3 separate regions of the Mus musculus genome follow, and regions 1 and 3 are each linked to region 2. A link is a contact called in public Hi-C data. All regions are on one chromosome and are shown on one strand. Each heading gives the region's core, a stretch centred on a gene start, on an enhancer-like site or on the middle of the called end of the contact. The rest is flanking DNA. Distances are from core to core; before and after follow the strand shown. Region 1 has its middle 10 kb from the start of Gm23494. Region 2 holds the start of A330008L17Rik (RIKEN cDNA A330008L17 gene). Region 3 has its middle 120 kb from the start of Gm23494.

What was found. Hi-C and Micro-C count contacts between places; a contact is called where the count stands out from the background.
Region 1: a Hi-C map of cerebellum shows a contact between it and region 2, with 2.4 times the contacts expected there. The contact joins the enhancer-like site here to the promoter of A330008L17Rik in region 2. A contact is called at or near these places in 1 of 39 promoter capture datasets (hippocampal neurons), 2 of 484 Hi-C or Micro-C datasets (cerebellum and cerebral cortex) and 1 of 115 datasets of contacts at active chromatin or transcription factors (embryonic forebrain).
Region 3: a Hi-C map of cerebellar granule neurons shows a contact between it and region 2, with 2.5 times the contacts expected there. The contact joins the enhancer-like site here to the promoter of A330008L17Rik in region 2. A contact is called at or near these places in 3 of 39 promoter capture datasets (cranial neural crest, hippocampal neurons and neural stem cells), 1 of 484 Hi-C or Micro-C datasets (cerebellar granule neurons) and 2 of 115 datasets of contacts at active chromatin or transcription factors (embryonic forebrain and embryonic midbrain).

What each region holds. Positions count from the first base shown.
Region 1 is chr8:98,683,346-98,686,978 of GRCm38.p6, reverse strand. No RefSeq gene overlaps it. Among named protein-coding and RNA genes, the nearest start is that of Gm23494, 10 kb to the right of the region's middle. Within about 2 kb of position 1,663, at least 9 of the 459 cell types and tissues checked have an H3K27ac peak or open chromatin away from gene starts, as enhancers often do. A contact at or near this core is called in cerebellum, where this site is marked.
Region 2 is chr8:99,415,351-99,419,332 of GRCm38.p6, reverse strand. A330008L17Rik (RIKEN cDNA A330008L17 gene) reads right to left here and starts at 2,659. Exons shown (of 5, transcript NR_132435.1): 1 at 2,556-2,659. Cdh8 (cadherin 8) reads left to right here and starts at 2,862. Exons shown (of 12, transcript NM_007667.3): 1 at 2,862-3,251.
Region 3 is chr8:98,795,529-98,799,299 of GRCm38.p6, reverse strand. No RefSeq gene overlaps it. Among named protein-coding and RNA genes, the nearest start is that of Gm23494, 120 kb to the right of the region's middle. Within about 2 kb of position 1,704, at least 9 of the 459 cell types and tissues checked have an H3K27ac peak or open chromatin away from gene starts, as enhancers often do. A contact at or near this core is called in cerebellar granule neurons, where this site is marked.

The DNA of each region.
Region 1 (3,633 bases), core at 414-2,913, 730 kb after region 2:
AAAGCCAGATTTGAAATGGTAATCGAATTATAAAATTCAGTGAATGATTTATGATTTTTTTATTTTATTGAAATATATTTTGCTCTTACTCATTAATATGTTATCTGTCTCCATGTAAGAAAGTAAGAGTGAACTCAGGTGCCTTCAGAGGCTAGAATAGGCCTTCTGTTCCTCTCAGACTGGTATGATAGGCAGTGATGAGCCAGTTTATATGTGTCCTGGGAAGCAAACATTGGTACTTACAGGCTCACAACCACACAGCCATCTCACTAGGTCCTGTCCTAAGCCATGAGTTTCTACATTGCAGCTTTTGTGTTCTGTCATCCATGCTGAGGGGGAGGATTGTGACGGAGATACCTTTGCTCTTGAATCATTTCTGCTTCTGTACTTAACCCCATAAAATTCTTTGTTCACCAATCAGACACATAGATATACATTTAAACATTTTCTTTAAAGTAGAAGTGGTTCTAGCCCAATTTACTTCCTATCTTCATTCTAACTCAGTTTTAAATGAAAAAAAAAGAAAAAGAAAACCTACCAAGCACTATGAAACTGCAAATTTATCTGTTGTAGAAAAGAATGCAATTAAGCTATGGGGAAGGTTGAAATTATTTCCAAAGTTATTTTATATAGTGTGAAGGTAGGTTAGGATTCAGTTACTAAACCTATCCCTGGGTTTGTGTCTCTGGGGCCATTTCCAAAAGGGTACAATAGAGAAAGGAAAACACAAGAGAATGTAGATAAGATTATATTGAGTGGTTGGCACCGTCACAGGGCTGTGGCTCCTGACTGAACAAGAAGCTAAAAAGAGAAAATAAGCTAAATGCCAGCATTAATTCATCTCTCACTGCTGCTGGGTTGGATACCATGAGACAGGTCACTCCATGTTCTTGCCACCAGGGGTTACATCTTCTTGAGTCATGAGCATAATAAAATAATAATAATTAATAATAATAATAATAATAATAATTTGAAGTGGGATGGCCCTTTATTTATTTATTTAATGTGCATTGTTGTTTGGCCTGCATGCCTTTCCATTTGAGGGTATGGGATTTTGGTGTTACAGACAGTTGTGAGCTGTCATGTAGGTACTGGGAATCGATCCTCTGGAAGAGCAGTCAGTGCTCTTAACCACTTGGGCATCTCTCCATCCCTGATGATGATGATGATGATGACGATGACGATGACGATGATATTAAAAACCACTTTTTTCATTAGGCTGGTTTGTCAATTATTTTGTCAGAGCACTGCAAAAAAACAAAAAACAAAAAAACAAAACAAAAAAAATAACAAAAACTAATATATAAAGAATGATGTCTTGTGGTTGGGGATTTGACAAATGAAAGAAATTTATAGTTTTAGGTTCAGGACTTAAACTCTTTTCTCTCATCTTCTTTGCCCATAATTTCATTTCAGCTCCAACATAGCTGTATCTCTCAGACTGGAGAAGACATTGTTATCCACACACTACACTTAAACTAAAATAGTTAGAGGAGTTATTTGGGTGAGTCAGTTTTAGAATTTTCTCTCTGTGTTTTAAATTTGTTTTTTTGGCATAAAATTGCAAGGCAGCGACTATTTCAAGGGACGGGATCCAAAGGCTGGGGTTCGGCATGTATTGGCAGCTTTGCTTCTCCACATGCCGCATGGGAGAAGCCAGGGCTCACGGAGAAAGAACGATGCCAACAGACTACAGCAGGCAACGGTCCCCACCATAGCAAACTGGCAAGACGGTCCTCTCCGGACACAGAAGCTCTTTGCTCTCTCTAAGGTGATTGAACCTTCCGTTGCGTAAGAAACTCTTATTTGCCATAGGAGAATGTATATATATTTTTAACTGCCTTACTTATTTCCCTTTACAATGCAGCCAAATATCAGGTATCATGAGCAAAGAATTGCAAAAGATAAATTTCGCTCTGAAGACTGCCAGATTGTGAAGAATAGATCTAAAGCAGGAGACATGATTAGAAGGGTGACCCAGAGCAAGATGTCAGACTGTCATAGCTTCTCTTAGTAATATGGGATATATTGCGTAAGTAATGCAGAAAATCTGATGGAATCTCCGTGGAAGTCTAGTACCATCGATTCATGTTTTTAAAAGCAACACTGGATTGGACATGAGAAAAAAAAAATGTTGGTATACGGGCAAAACCAAAAGCAAGAACTCATTTTGGAAGTTACTATAATAGCTGTCGTGAGAATTGAAGGCTGGAACATGGTGAGGTACCATAAGGAGTATAGAAGAGGCAACTGAAAATAGTAAGCACTTTGGCAGGACATGTTGATCTAACTGTGGAGCTTTTTCTGAGTCGGATCTATATATTCCCAATGTCATATCATAAAGGCACAGTCCAAGGAAAAGTTATTACCCGTAAGCCATATTTGAATTGGCACATGTAAATGATCTGCTTTTTTTTTTCATTAGTGGTTAGGGAAGAATTTTCATCTTTGCCTACAGACACTAGAACATCTTCAGGCCTGCAATGGAGTGTCTCAGGATGCATATATATGAACTAGTCACAGCCATTGCCCCAGAACTCAGAGAGGGATGGCTCCTCCTTCAGAGAAAGGAAGTACAAAAATTGTAAACAGATATTAGAGATGGTGATAATGCAAGGTAAAAAAATTAATGATAAGCAAATGTACTGCCTACCATTGGTGGCCATCTTCCTTTACCTGCAGATACCTCTCAATGCCATCTCAGAAGGAATCACACCAGTTTCTAATTTCAAAGCACTCAATCTAGTACAGTGATCACTAAATCTGTAGCAACACCTGTTCTCCACAAGTCCTTAATTTAATTTCTAAATGAGGAAGAGGATGCTATCAAACCTGGTGCCCTGGCTCTGTCTGGGCAAGGCAGAGAATTACATTGTCTTTGTACAGTGAAATGAAATTATGGTTTTAATAGTGAAACAAAAATAAACAAACAGGCAAGCAACAACAAAAACACGAGGGAAGATCCTGCCTACCAGATCATCTCTGATCCATAACCAGTTCTATGTGTTTCACTGAGACGCAAGAACTAAGCAGAATGCTGGAAGAGACATTTTGCAACACAATCACATTTTGTGATGTGTTGCGCTTGGTTGAGGTTACAGTCTTCTACTTTCTGTCTACTTGCTTCCTGCTGCTTTCCTTGGTCATTCACAAGCCCATAAGTTCCCCATGTTAAATGATATTGATGTTTCATATTCAGTTGTTTTCCAACAACTGATGTATGAGGTATAATGTATGAACACTGGAATGCATTTGAATACATGTACAAGTCCATAAGAATTAACTTAGGATAATGTTTTGTGGAATTTTCTTATTTGTGTCTTTAATGTAATACTCGTGCTCAATCATAGTACCTAATTTTACAAATGAAGCAACGGAGAAGAACCAATAGTTACAAGGATTTGTATCTGCATTTTAGTATTGAAAATGGTAACCTCATGTGGTACTGTCCTGTACATTACACTAGAATTGAAGCTCAATGCATTGTACGCAAATATTTGGTAGAAACCAGGTTAAGAGACAATAAAAGTACAACCTTATGAACTTAGATATTTTGCCTTAGTGTCCACAAGGCAATGGGCTATAACAGTAAAACGTGTCAATTAGGGACCTAAAGCTTGTCAAAAGTCTACT
Region 2 (3,982 bases), core at 1,410-3,909:
TGTTTTTTGATTACTTTAGTTTAGTTATAAATGTGTGCTGAAGGGGGAACAGAGGGTAGAAGGGTGCATCTTAATTCAGCCAATAGTAGATATGCTGCCATTCCCTGTTCAAATGGAGAAAGTATAGTTATCTCTCCCCTTATTCTATGTTCCCCTTCCTTATAAGCATACTAACTGGTGGCTTTGATTAAACTTTTAAATAACTAGCCACTTCTTTGTATTGTCTCCATTAAACAAAGTTTCAGTTCATAGTGAAAACCAACAAGCATCACTTCTTGAAGCCTATCTTCATCTTACCCACTCTTCATCCCAGTGAACTCAACTGCCTATCTGGCAGTCTCTGGAGTCAGATAGGATCATCCGGCCTTCTCCAACTTTTCCCACCACTGATAAGTTTCCATTTTGTCTGTGGATGTGATTGTGCCCTACGATTATACTCTGGTCCCATCAAAGCTTTCCTCACTAATCCTTCCTAATGAAGTTCCACCAGGCAAGCAATTTGGGTCACCATTAGAAAAAGCTGGTGTAGTACCATCTTCCTCCTGGGGAACTTGTGTGACTCCAGAGAGTATGCTGAAAAGAAAACACCTTCTTGAGGAAGTACAGTCTCACCACCAAGACATTGCACTGCATTCTATTAAGTGTGGGTGGAATTGTGAAAGAGACAAATGCCTTTGCCTTTCAGCATCCCTGATTATTTTAGAAATATCCTGATAGGGCTTTTAACATTATCTTAATCCTCTTTCACACTTCTTAATCACCCAGACCTCCCTTAAGAAACTGTCAGGAAAGTCCAACTGCAGAGCTTCACATAGAGATTAGGGATGTGGATAGGGTCACCTTAAATTTCAGGGGTCCAAGAGTTAGTGAAGATAACATGCTTTGATATTGCAAGAGTAAACATGCTTCAATGACTGAAACAAATTTATAACTGAACTTGGTGACATTGGATTCTGAATCCCTTCGGCTTGTCAGCTGAGTTTTACTTTTTAGGAAAATTAGATCAGAGGATATCCTCTCTCCGGCAGTCTTTTCTTTTGAGATGACTTTGTTACTTGTGACAATCCGCAGCCTTCAGGAACATATGACCTTTTTTTCCTTCTCCTAGATGTAAGAAAGTACCCCAAGGAAAGGCTCAGACCATTTGTTCAAAGTGAAAATGAATGTCTGAAAATTAAGCACAACCGAAGGTGTGATCTATTTCTTTGTCCACTTGGGACTGTCTAGTCTAACGGCAGTTATAATTTGATTGAGTTTGACTGCTGTTCTTTTCTAAGACAGAATTAGCCAAAGCCAGAATGCCTCCTCATAAGCGAACACAGCCTTTGAATAGAGAACAAACAGCAACTGCTGGAGGGGTAAAATACCCCTTGTCCCCCACCCAAATAATTTACCAAGTTTCTTTCTTTAGTGTCCCCCACCCAAATAATTTACCAAGTTTCTTTCTTTAGTGTCCCCCACCCAAATAATTTACCAAGTTTCTTTCTTTAGGGTAACGAGAATGTGAATCAAACAGATAATAACCTGATAGCCAATGTCTTCAACTTTTTACCGTGAGAGGTTAGGTACAGCATCAAAAAGCCAAATTTGCATAAGTATTATAAGCATATTGTGCCTATTTTTCCATTCTGCTCACTGCGTCTCATTAATTCGAGTCAGACAGTACAGGCTCCACAGCCCGTGCGTCTGCTCCTCTGCACCCCTTCTGCTGCAGCTCTGTCCCCAGATGGTCAAAAACCCATCTTCAGAGCTCACGTCTAGTCTAGTGAGTCAGAAAACAGATAAACCCCTGTCTTCCATGGAAGAGAGTTTTGAAGAAAGGTAAGGGATGTTTAATTTGTCATGTATTTCACAGTGTTTAAATGACAAACAGAGATCGATGCCGCTGAATATTTCCACGTGTTAGTCTTGATGGCCACAAGAAAAGAGACCTGGGTCTATGGGTCTGTGGCCCCTATATGCATTGGCTTATACTTGGGTGCGGATTTTGATTTGTTTTGTTTAAAAAAAAAACAAAACAACTGAGTGCTTACGAAATTCTATCATTAGACTGGGCAATCCAAGGGTAGGGCATCACTTGGTAGAAAAAGGGGAGATGCAAGGACAGTACTCTCCCCCTGAGGGGGGAGGGAGGGCAGCATGTCAGAGCCACTCTGACACAGCTTTCCAGACCCTCTCTTTATGGCCACAGCAAGTTCTACCCTTTTCCTGCCCATTCACTTCTCTGCAAATCTCTCTTGACTGCCTCTACTGTCCCTTATCTCCCCCCTCCGTCCCTTCCCCCCCCCCCCCGCCTCCCAAAGGAGTAGCAACCCTAGGGCATTAGGACTGATCGACCCACCCCCATGAAACCAGTAGTTTTATCAGGCAGTGGTCTTGCAAACATGCAATTCCTTATGCAAGACGTCTTCAGAATGAGGGAAAAGGTGAATGGTCCACGCGCTGCCGCATCCTCGCCCTCCACAGAAACCAGCTTTGGGCGTCTGAGATGCTTTTCAAGATAATGTTAGCCTTGGGGCTCAGGTGAGACCTAGAGAGAGAAAGCTGGAGGGTACCTCCTGCGCATCCTTTTCTGATCTGCCAGCAGTCTTTATCCAAGAGCTTGGCGGCGCGGCGGGCTGCGCGCAAAGCTTGGAAGGGCTCATCTTCACCCGGTGACTCCGGCGGCGGAGGCGCGCTGGGCGTGCTCGTGAGCGACCAGCGAAAAGTTGTGCGCACTCTTGGTAGGAGGAAAGGGAGTGGAAACCAAGCGCGGGAGAGCGCAGGGGCAAGGCAGGGAGGGGGCGGGGTGGGGGACTGCTTACATGAATTTCCAAGTGGTAGACCTGCCTCTGAGCTCTGCCCAATGAGATCCGTCAGGGGAGGCACCCGGCTCACTTTTCCACATCACTTCACAGTTACATTTGGCAGGCAGGCGGGCTCGCAAGCCGGAGCGCTCGGCCCAGAATTAGTGGATGGATTTGGAATCTCCCTACCTCCTCCAAGCTCCGCCACTGTCACTTTGGGCATAGACCTGAGCGTCAACACCGGAGCTGTACTTTTAGGCTGTGGACGCAGAGCCCAGCGCGCCGGCTTCGCATCCCCGCACCAGGCTCCACAGCTCTGAGAGGCATGAACGCGACCCGGAGGAGATTACCCTGCGCGCGGGGATTCGTGGACATTAGCTGTTCTCGGGAACTGACCCTCAGCTCCTCCAGCCATTTATGAACCCAGAGTCTTGAGGCTTTTCCGCATCCCGGAGCCCGACCTGAGTAAGTACTATCCCCTATCCGCGTACGCCTCCGGGCGGGGAAGAGCCGAGGGGATTGCTTCCTTTAGGAATTCCCACGCGCCCTCACTCACCATACGCACCTGGGGGATGGAGGAACGCTAGCACTGATAACCCTCCGAGCCGCATCTCCTTTCGTTGCTTCTGTAGCTGATGGGGTTGCCTTCTACCTAACCTGTTTTGCAAACTGCTCTCGGAGCCCCATTTTGCCCACCTCCAGTTCCCGCGCCACCCGTTCCTTCTTTGCAGTCGCTTGTCGGTTTCACCCTGGAGACGCAGGCAGGCGCTGCTGCAGCGGTGCGCCTTCACTGCGGGGTCGGTGCGGTGAAAGGGAAATACTCGCCTCCTGCCCAGAGGAGGCAGCGAGCTCGAGAGGAAAGCGCGTTGAGAGGCTAGAGGAGCAGGTTCCTTGTTTTCCGCATGTCCCCACCTCTTAGTCGTGGGAGGGCGACCTCCTCGGTTGGGCCGAGGGCTACCGCTCTGCTGCGAAAGCCCCAGCGCCAGGATTTTCCACAAGTGTCTGTTCCAGCCCGGGGGCGCGGTGCCAGCTGCAAACTTGCGGAGCTCCGGGGCCACCTAGCCACTCTGTAGTCATCAAGATGCTGCTCTGCACTGGCTTAGGACCCACAGACAGACCAGTCAGTAGCAGCGAGCCCGCATCCACAGCCCTCCCAAGCACCCAATGACTTCTCCCTATCCCAGAGCCCACAGTGC
Region 3 (3,771 bases), core at 455-2,954, 620 kb after region 2:
TGTGCAGTTAAGTTGTCCATTGTGGCAATATCTGTTTGTTTTGCATTTTCTTAGGCTCTTCTCTTCTGTTAAGCATATTATATTATATTATATTATATTATATTATACATTTTAGTTTATTTTAATATCCTAGAAGTCATTTTGTTTTTATTGAAATATAAAAACAGGGTAGATCTGGATGGGAGAGGATGTGGCTGAAATTGAGGGTTGTAGAGAGAGAGGAAATTTTATATATATTCATGAATTTATTTTCTTATATATCACACCCCTATGGCAGTCTGTATCCCACTTTGCTCCTAGTTCCTCCTCTATTCTACCACACACTACTACCCATTTCTCCCCAGAAAAGGGCAAGCCTCCAGGCATATCAACCAAATATGGCATATCAAGTTGCAGTAAGACTAGGCACCTCTCCTCATATCAAGGTTGAACCAGTCAATTCATTAGGTCATGGATGAGGGGAGGGAAATTTTTAGCAGGTTATATTATGTGAATATACTGTCTGTTTTATTAATAGCAATTTTTTGAAAAAGTGTGTATCTTCTGGTAATTTGGTCACACTGCATTGGAAGGGCTACTCTTCCAAGAATATGTGGTCAGCAAAAATTGGACTGAAAGGTAATAAAAATGAGAATACAAAGTTTCATGGTTAGGAACAGTTAAGAGATGGGATGAATATTATCATAAACATAGTGTTGAATTCCCAAGGAACTAATTAAAAAAGAGGAAAATAGTCATGGGCAAGCATGGATATTCTTGCACACACACACACACAGAGACACATACAGACACACAGTGATACACGTATATATATGCACACACACACAAACACTCACATACACACAGACAGAGAATAGACCAAAGACATGTAAAGCAGATAAAATCTGAATAAAATATGGAGTATGCTAACATTTATGTGGGTTTACAAATTATAATATAAATATGTCCACATTGGGAAGAGTACTAGAAGTTCATACATTTCTCAACTCATTTTGTGAACATGTGATTATCTCAGAGGAAAAATTCAAGGGAATATAAGAAAAATGAAGTGTTAAACAAAATATTTTTTAAATGTGCTTATTGAAAATTTCTTTTTTCTATCTAATCTATTTATGTGATGATTACAATGTCCAAATTGGCCATTAATTAAATTACTATATGTCTGTATATTTATGCTATAATTTTGAAATTACCCAATGCTGTTGACAACTTAGAGTGCCCAGTTATTCAGATCACAGTCTGTTAATAACTAATACAGTCAACTAATAGTAATACTACCAAATAAAATTCTATGGATAAGATTATGTAATTTAGGACCCAATCTTCAATGATTTGAATGAGTATTCTCCAAAGAGTCAGTTGTATGGGAAAGCCAATTGCTATAGAAAATATATAAGGATTTTTGCAACAAATTCAGCTCTAGTCTGCAAAATAAACATGAGAAAACCATCCAGTGGAAAAATATCCCAAGCTTGCCCCCATTAAAAATGGATCACTACATTGGAAGATGTGGGTCCCTTCTCAGAAGTCTGAGGATAAAGAGAGCTTAATTAATGGCACAAGAGGTGTGGAAATATTGCTGTGTGATGGGAAACACATGGAGTTTTCAACTGTGCAACTGAAGTTTTGGCAGTGCTTTGCCCTCTCTACTGCCAGCAATCCCTTCTTCTGTTCCTGCAGATCCTGCCAGCTGGAAAGCACTGACTGTGCGGTCTTCCCCCCAAGCAGTGGAAGTGGCTCCTCTGTGAGACACCCATATGAAATCACACAAGTGAACCTTGCTCGCCTTCCAAGAAATCAATAATCCAGAGCATTGAAAGTGCTTAAAAGCAACACACAGGATGGTAGCAACAGGGATTTGTTATTAATTTATCTCAGCATCTTTAACTTGTGTTTTGCTCACCAGGAAAACACACCTACTAACCAGCTTTGTGGAAGACTTTTGTCCTTCTAAGCATTTTACTATTTGGTGGTAATTTTTAAATCAATTGAATTTCCTCAAACACGTTACTATTGCATAAGTTTTTGACTCGGTGTCTTTCTTCTTGTGTTCTTCTTAAGATATTTTCTTGAGTATACTTGGTAATACACTACTTCCTAGGAAACTCCTCCTACATTAACTCCATTAATCCCTTTGTTACTTGTTATTACTTTATAATAATAATTTGCATTTATAGGAAAAATGAAGAAACTTTGAGACAACATTTCCAATATGCAATTCTTCCATGATGAATATCTGAGAGTAATGCTCTCCATTTGTTACAGTGAATTAATGAGAACTAATATCTCTTTACTAAATAAAAGCCATCCTTTCTCTTTGGACTCTTGATTTTTATTTGCATCCACATTCTTTTATGTTGGAAATCTAATTTAGAATTTTAGAATATTGAGTACGATTTAGCCATAAAGTCTTCTTAGCCCGATTTTCTCTTTCATAGTGCTTGAGATTTTCCTAAGTTTGGGTGCCATCTTCTCTATGGGAAGGAACATTGGTTAGGAATTTTTTAGGGAAAAAAAATCCCTTTAATAGAAAAGTATAGTATCGCCCTTACAAATAGATATTACTTAAAAGATGACGGGAACAAAATCCACCATGATTGAGAACATCCATTGCATGACAAGTTCAGAATACATGTTATTAACAAGAGTATGCACTGCCCATGATCACTCTGTTCAGCTAAGAAGCATTTGTTGTCTTCACAAAATATTTTCCATTTTTTCTCTTTTTTTCATATACACTGCATGATTTTTTCCTTCCGAAAATGGGAGTGCACCTCAATCAACTCCATAGAGTGAGTGACAACAGCTCCCTCCAAATTCTATCCCTTCCTTGATTGACAAACCACTAAGTTTCTTAACAGTTACTTCTAGTAGCAAGGTTGACTGAATCACTAAAAGCTCATGAGTTACCACACGTGATAGCTGTAACCCTGAGATCACTGCCCAATTTACAAGCAGCATAGTGCTCATAAAACATCAAAGGGAGACCTTGTGAGGTTTCTGACAGTCTAAGCTTCCTAAATTTACAAGCATTGTAAGCTTCCTGTATCCTATGATATTGTTCCCTCCATGAGAAGGATACAATGACACTACAATGAGAAGGATATCTTTATTAAACAATATGCAGTAATCTGGAAGCCATTCACCCTGTAAAATCCACATGAGCAAAGAAGGTTCATGCACAAAGAAGTCTTCTTAAGCGTAGTCTACATACATTACTTGAAATTATTTTTCTCGAATGAATTTTCTTCTGTGTCTGTTCATTTATTTAATCTCTTATTTTATATCAATATGCAATTGGGAATATTTATTCTGTACATGAATGTTATTTTATGTTTTCAAATATGTATGATGCTATGTTTGATTTGGTTGGTCTACAGTTGTTGCTTAAGTTGCATCAGTTCAGGTCATGGGAAGGACTTTTCATTGACAATTAGGTTTTTGAAAGACAATGACAACATATCTGCTGTTTTTGAGTAGTTTTTTCTTCCTAGCATTACAAGATGCTCCAAGTACACTTATAAATTCCCTGCCCATATCTGAGTTCTATATTTTAATAGGTGACTTAATTTTTTAATGTGAAAAGCAACAATAGGAAGCCATTCTCAGGTACCAAATGGACTCATTAATACAAAAAGTGTAAGTGAAAATTTAGACACTTATGAGTGCATATGTGCAAACCTGTCTTCATGTAACTGTGTGAATCTGTATTAACATAAAAATGCAGAATATTGTGATGTCTGCAACTGTAATTCATTGTAAGGATGATGC